Regions from separate parts of the Mus musculus genome. Here region 1 is linked to region 2. The links are chromatin contacts, called in public promoter capture Hi-C maps. All regions are on one chromosome and are shown on one strand. The core of a region is the stretch at or near the end of the contact, and the rest is flanking DNA. Distances in the headings are between cores, read along the strand shown. Region 1 holds the start of Chst14 (carbohydrate sulfotransferase 14). Region 2 holds the start of Eif2ak4 (eukaryotic translation initiation factor 2 alpha kinase 4).

Evidence for each region. Promoter capture Hi-C pulls out the DNA fragments that hold promoters and counts their contacts.
Region 1: a promoter capture Hi-C map of stem cell-derived epiblast-like cells shows a contact between it and region 2, with 3 times the contacts expected there. The contact joins the promoter of Chst14 here to the promoter of Eif2ak4 in region 2. A contact is called at or near these places in 5 of 39 promoter capture datasets (the 3T3-L1 cell line, embryonic stem cells, hippocampal neurons and 2 more).

Annotation. Positions count from the first base shown.
Region 1 is chr2:118,924,772-118,928,312 of GRCm38.p6, reverse strand. It overlaps Chst14 (carbohydrate sulfotransferase 14), which reads right to left and starts at 1,816. Exons shown (of 1, transcript NM_028117.3): 1 at 1-1,816. The coding sequence starts at 1,661. The coding sequence ends at 531.
Region 2 is chr2:118,387,152-118,390,511 of GRCm38.p6, reverse strand. Eif2ak4 (eukaryotic translation initiation factor 2 alpha kinase 4) reads right to left here and starts at 1,895. Exons shown (of 39, transcript NM_013719.3): 1 at 1,660-1,895. The coding sequence starts at 1,803.

The DNA.
Region 1 (3,541 bases), core at 567-3,066, 540 kb before region 2:
AAAATGATTCAGACCTAGCAAGAGGAGGAAATGTAAAAGTCTGGAGTAGAATTGCACACATTTCATTTCTAAGGCACCACAGCTCACTCCAGTCCTGAGGTCCATGGGATGGGTGAATAGGGGGTCACAGCCATTGGTCCTAGGCATGATCATGTGCTTGGCTAGTGTCATATTTGGGATTTGGCCACAGGTTAAATTACAACAGACCAGGTGGACTGCATAGACCCAGCAGCCAGGGGGCTGAAGTCAGTCTTTCGATCAAACATATGGCTTTAATAACCACTGGTGCCCTGCAGACACGGATACCACAGGCCCCTAAGAGAGGCAGTTCACCAGTGAAAGCAGCAGGCCTCCTTTCTAGCTCTGTCCTCTGAGCCACTGTGGACAAGGACCTCCAAGGACAGTCCTTACCACTGAGATATGGAGACACCTAGAGAAACCAGGAAGCCACCCAGAGCCAGGAGTTTCTCTGAAAGACATCCCAAAGCTGATATCATTAAACCCAAACTCCAAAAGGTGCTGGCCTACTGTCATTGGTGACAGGCTTCCTTGGTGACATTGGGCAGTGGGTAAGCAAAGAGGGAGAAGTCCAGGATATACTTAGGTAGCACATCTTGAAGCAGGGCCCGTGGAACATTGCACAAGTGGTAATGCAGACTTTCTGGGCTGGCTGGCCGGTACCAGGCCTGGCGAGCTGGGAACCGGACATGGGGTGGGGCCCGCACCCACTCCAGCACCTGGTTGGCATCAGCCTCCAGCCTCTCATAGGAACCCACGAAGTCGTAGTGCACAGCACATGGTTGGCACAGGTGGTACACAGGCATCCAATGCTCATTCATATGTTCAGGATCCTCATCCACCAGGTATCTCAGGAACTCTGGGAAGGTGACATCGTCCCCTGCAGGGCTGGGGCCAGCTCCAGCCCTGTAGCGCCTGACAATTTCGGCCCCATATCGCTGCTGGTACTCTCGGATCTCTCCAAACTTGTTACGGTAAGCAGACAGGAGGCGTTCCAAGGGGTCTCGCACAAACAGGAACTTGAAGTAGTGCTGCAGACGGTAGCGAATCTCCTCAGGCCGCAGGTCTGCCAGAAACACCAAGTCACTGCGGTGGTCCATCTTGAGGCGGACATCCACGTTGTTCAGGATGCCAGCCAGCACCTTCAGCACACGTTTCCAGTTAGAGCAGGCCACTTTGGGGACATAGCAGTAGAGGAAGCGGTAGCGGTCACTTACGAGAATGTGGCGCAGCAGGGTGCGCCGCTGTCCCACCGGCAAGTCCCAGGGGTCCCGGGGCATGCCTGGTTGTCCGCACACGGCCCTCAAGGTCCGGTTTCGGATGTCCTCCCTCACTTGCAAGTCCGAGTCCCCAGCATCCAAGGATAGGCCTCTAGGCTTAGGATCTGTCCCGCTCCAGGCCGCGCCTTTGTGGCTGGGAGGGTGCAGGGGAAGGGGTTTCATCTCCGATAGGATGCCTCGCTCGATCATGAGCAGCAGTCCGCTGGAGGCCACGATTACAGCGAACATCAGCATGGACGGCAGCAGCAGGGGCGGCCCCCCGAGCCCAGCCCGGGCCCGGCCCAATGGGGCCCGCCTTGGCGTGCGGCCCAGGGTCTCCGCGCTTTTCGGGGCAGCCAGTGGGGTCAGAGGGCGGGGAAACATGGTGCTGCGGCCAGACCTCGCCGACCTCGAGGCTGCAGGGGAGGTGACTGCAGCAGGGGCTGGAGGTCTCGGGAGGGGAGGGATAGTGGGTGGCCAGCTCCCGGGGTGCAGGCAGGGACCAGGGCCGGATGTCCCGCCCGGCCGCTCTTCTCTCCCCGCCCCTCCCTGATACAGGCGCGAGGGCGGGCCCACGTTGTGGGGCGGGGAGAGGGGCGGGTGCCCGAGTCCTAGGAGCTAGTTGCGGGAGGCCGCAGGCGGACCCTAGCCCGGGAGAGAACTCATGAGCCTGGGCCACTCCAGACAAAATGAGACCTGGAAAGCAGGAGCTACTGAGATCCCGTGTCTCTTTAACACGTGTCCTCTTGGTGCTCCATTTAAGATTTGCACCCTCCATCCTGCTTTAAACTGCTCTGGAACCGCTGTCCCTCCAGCTGTGACCTGAATGCAGGACAACCCACCACTCAGTCGGTCTAGACATAAAGGAGATCTGTCCTGACCGGAAGCATGGTCCTTAGCCGCTTGTACCAGTCCCAGCCCAGGGCAGGGCCACTCTGTCAAGCTCTGGCTAATGTCTCCATGGTGACATTTTGCTTTAGTAATTCCTAGGGACTAGTGCTTATCTACTGAGCAATGCTGATCTGTCTGTAAAAGGAATCTCCCCTGCCAAGTCTGAAGCAGTAGGCTAACTGGGACACTCTGGTCGGAGGCTATGGACAAGTACCTCGGGACCACGTATGGCCAATATATACTTCAGGACAACCTACAAGTACAACGCAGCAACCACAGAAAGGCCTCTTTGCTTGGAGCCAAGATGTACCCAGTGGCAACAGATTGGTCAGAGTACTTTGAACAGCAGCATACAACTAGTCCCTAAGCACTACAGCTTGACTTCGTGTGGGGCCCCAACAAGGCTTAAGACAACAGAACTGGGGAACAAATCACGTTTTTTTGTTGTTGTTGTTGTTGTTTGTTTTTAACTATTTCCTATAGTCATCAGCCACTTGACAGTAGATTCTGTGGCTGTTCACATTGTATGGACTCTGGGGTAGCTGTGACTGAAGGTTTTGTTGTTGTTGTTGTTTAGGTATGGGTTTCACTGGCTAGCCAAGGCTGACTTTCAGACCCAATTCCTAGTCATGACAGCACATTAGATGGGAGGACGAAGAATTGACTTTGGTACAGGTTATGCCCAGAGGATGATGAAAGGACTGGGTGGGAATGGTGAGACTATGAAGCTGATTAGGCAGATGAGGGGGTCTGAGGGATAAAGTGACGTGTGTGTGTGTGTGTGTGTGTGTGTGTGTGTTGTTGTTGTTCAGAGAGCCACACAGAAAACATGGGGTAAATGTCTGAACTGGGAGGTTCAGTGGCTTTAAAGTTGGATGCTGGGTGCATCTCAGGCCACTTCTGACCCTTCACTACACTGCTGTCCCTTTCTAGGCAGTGTATAGATTTCTGGTGGTGGGATTGCCTGCTCCATTTGTCTGTAAAGTGACACCTCTTAGAACTCTCGTGGGCAGCACACTGATGGCTGTCCATACCATGGGATAGCCTACCCATGTCATGGGGATGAAAGCTCTGATCTCATCACCACTTTTCTTCCACCATAGATTTGGACTTAGCTAGCAGGTGGGGGGGACCTCAGCATCCCAGAATGAGAGGGCTCTAAAGAGGTCAATGTTAGTCCACCAGTCAAATCCTGAAACTGATGCAGTCCTATCCCACACCACAAACGGAGTGCCAGCTACAAGAAACTAAGAAGTTTCTACCCAGCCCCAAGGTTACGATAGAGTTGTCTTCATGCATCTAGATTAACTGCCTTCCACTTAGCACACTGGCCAAGCTAGTGCTGGCAACCCAAGAATTTCACAAACCCAGAA
Region 2 (3,360 bases), core at 646-3,145:
TCCCCCAAAAGTTAAAAAAAAGTGATCTGAGTTTACTGGCAGTAAACTTGACCTGAAATGAGAAGAGGTCATTGTCCTCACTGTGTTCAGGCTGACATTTGCATATTCATACATTTATTTCATTGCGTTTACATTGTGAACACACCCCCACAGGCATGGAAGGAGGAGGAACATACACCCCGGATTATGTGTAAGAACACTTCTGTATTCTGAAAACTACTAGGCCTCAAGGGTTCTAGATTCAGGATAGTGGCACCGAATAACCTTTCCCTGAAGAAAGGCAAGTAGCGGGTGCTAATGAGAGCTTGTTCAAAGCGTAACCTCTGACTCATCAGACTGAGCATCAATTATTTGCCTGAAAGGCCTATGAAAGAAAGTGTTGGTGATATTGCTTGTGATCCAGAGCCAGAGTCTACTACTGAATAACTCTACCTGCCTTTTACACTATCTCTGGGTTAAGTCTTCTTGGTTATAAAGGCCACCGTGAGCTGTAAATTCCTGGGCTAACTGGGATCAGCTGTAAATTCTTAGGATTATCAGTATCATTACCTAAAAGTGGCTGATGGTTTTCCTTCCATTTTCCTGCACCTTGGGAACATAAAACTAAAAAAACTAAAAAAAAAAAAAAAAAAAAAAAAAGCCAGCTGGGTCTCCCTGAGTCCCCTGCACATTCTGTAACACTATTCTGGTGGCCTAGGCCCTACTTCCTGGTTCCCTGGAAACAGAGAAGTTGCCAGATGACCTGTAGGTTATCTTACTATTTACAAGAAGCATGTATAACTGTATGTAAAGTTACAAATAAGGCCTAAAAAAGTAAGCTTCCCGCCGGCAGCAGGGGTTTTGTGCATGTTTTACCCATGACTGTGTTCCTAGCGTCTAAATCATTAAATTAAAAAGTATATTGGTTTAGTGGGAGAATCTTGGCCCTGACAGCTTAAGTAAAGCCTTTTCCTAAAGAAATACTAGATATAGAGAAAAGACAGACATTGTGAGTTAAAGAAGTAAGGCAGATGGAGGAAAGAAGTACTTTCAAACTTCAGGAACATTTTAGTTCGGCAGATACACTATTCAAGGATAGGGAGAGACTGTCACTGCCCTCAGCTTAACTTCCACACAAAAAAGGAAAGTGATGTTTTAAATAGAACTCGGTAAACACTGCATTACAGCGACAATAAACATGTTCTATACCTATTCCTCAAAAGTCTCGGAGGAAGGTACAAAAAGTTCTTCCACACAGGAAACGGGATTTACACAGTGTGACCTGGGAGTTTGTTTGCTGAGAGCACAAGACCTGGACCCACGCCCCCTAAGCATCCCCAGCACAAAGTAGCAATGAGTGACTATGAATGTGCAGTCACAACCCACCTCGAGGCCTGGGGCGAGTCAGTGTGGGGAAGAATGGTTGGAAGGACGAAGGGTGGTTAGGGGACGTCAGTGGGAATAAGAAGCACAGCAGAGAGAGGAGCCCGACCGGGGAAAAAAGAGAATTCAGGCCAGGTGCTGCCTTCTCAAGACCAGTGGCGGCGCAGAGGCAGAAAGTGAGGGTAGTGGAACTGCAATATGAAAAGCCTTTAGGATCTAAGTGGTCGCCCCAGACTGGAGGCGTCTGGCTGGGTTCCTAGACTGGAGAACACCGGGCCAGACCAACCACGTTCCTACCCGTCCGCGCGCATCCGGCCGCAGATCCTGGAAGTCCGAGCCGTAAATGGCCTCCAGGGCCTGCAGCTCGTGGTCCTGTCGCTGCGAATAGCTCTCCTGTGGCTCAGCCCGGCCGCGTCCAGAGGCCCCGCGGCCCCCAGCCATGGCGGCCGGGGCAGGCGCAGCGGCCTAGGCGAGGTAGCGGTGATTCTGGGGTGGGTAGGGGAGCTCCAGCCCGCGCCGTGACCGAACTGAGGGCGGGGCCTCGAGTCGGAGTCGGGTCTGGGGGAGGGGCCTCGAGCTGATGACAGGTCTAGGGGGTGTGGCTCTGCTCTGGGGAGGCGCTTTAAAGACAGGATCTCCAGCGGGAGACGAACCTGGGGGCGGAGTCTCGAGCTGAAGACCGACCTAGGGGCGTGACTCTGAGCAGGTGAGAGGGCCTTGGGCGGAGCCTAGGCCAGGAGGCGGGTCTGAAGGCGGGGTTCTCCGCGGCTGACTCGTTTGGCCCACTCCGGAGAAGGCCAGTGGGCGGGGTTTTGCTCCAACTTCTCATGGCCCAAGACTTCTAATAAAACAAGAGTAGGGGAAAGCTTTGCCTTCTTCCTGAGGGGAGAAATTGAGTCAGGAATTGCCAACACACTTTGGAGAGCCAGTCTCTTAGGTCAAAGTGACAACACATATTAGTTTTCACAAAACAAGTATGTAGCAGAAACAGGCGCTGGAACTCCTTCACCCTGCCTGGCTAGAGAGAGGAAAATTTTAGAGCGCAGTCATGAGTTAAATCGTTTATCTTACCTGACCTTCCCAGAATGAGACTACTGGGAGGAAAAAACCGTAAACCCTGTTTCCCACATTCGTTACCCTTGAATCATTAATTAAATGTCTCATGCATGCTCTCTGGACTCTCTGAAATTCTCTCCTTGCATTTTCAAATCCCACAAAGAGAATTATCCGACCAGTTCATTTAATGTAAATTTGAGCATTCACATTCATGTAAAATGTTGCACCCTACTTTACATACTTAAGGGATGTATTTGTGTCCATATGAGTCAGGGTCTCCCTCTGCAGCATGGTCTGGCCTTGAATTCATAGTAATCTTCCTACTTTATCCTCTCAGCGCTAGGATCATGAGACTGTGCCACCATCCCTATTTGACCATATTTTTTTTTCACGCATATAAGTAACCTATCTATTCAGACATTGCTATTGCTTTGTTGTCTACCTGCTGTAGCTTAATTCAGAAAAAAAATGCACTATCATGCCTCGAGTTAGGTTAGGTGACATGTCTCTGTCAATCTTGTTTGCATCTATCTTGTTCACTTAGTAATGTTGACTTAGGCATCTCACCTTCAGACCACTCTGATCAGACAAGGTAACACAAAGGCCTTTTAGAAACCACCTCCTCCCTCCTTCAGCTGGAGACCTGTTCTGTTTCCAGGGACCCCTGCCTGGATACATGGCAGAACTCAACAAACAGTGAAGATATTTGTTGAGTGCTGCCTTTTTTTTTTTTTTTTCAGCTCTCACATTCAAACTGTCATCATGTCCTCAGTTTCCCCCTAAGCTGCAGCCCATTTTTACCACCTCTTCACTGGCTCTCTATTCGGCCGTCTTCATCCTTGCCCCATGTTAAGCAGCTCTTCCTATTGTAGCCAAAGTAAAGTTCCTAAATCACGAATATGGCCACACTAATCTCTAAAATCCTTCCAGTTTCCAACTGCT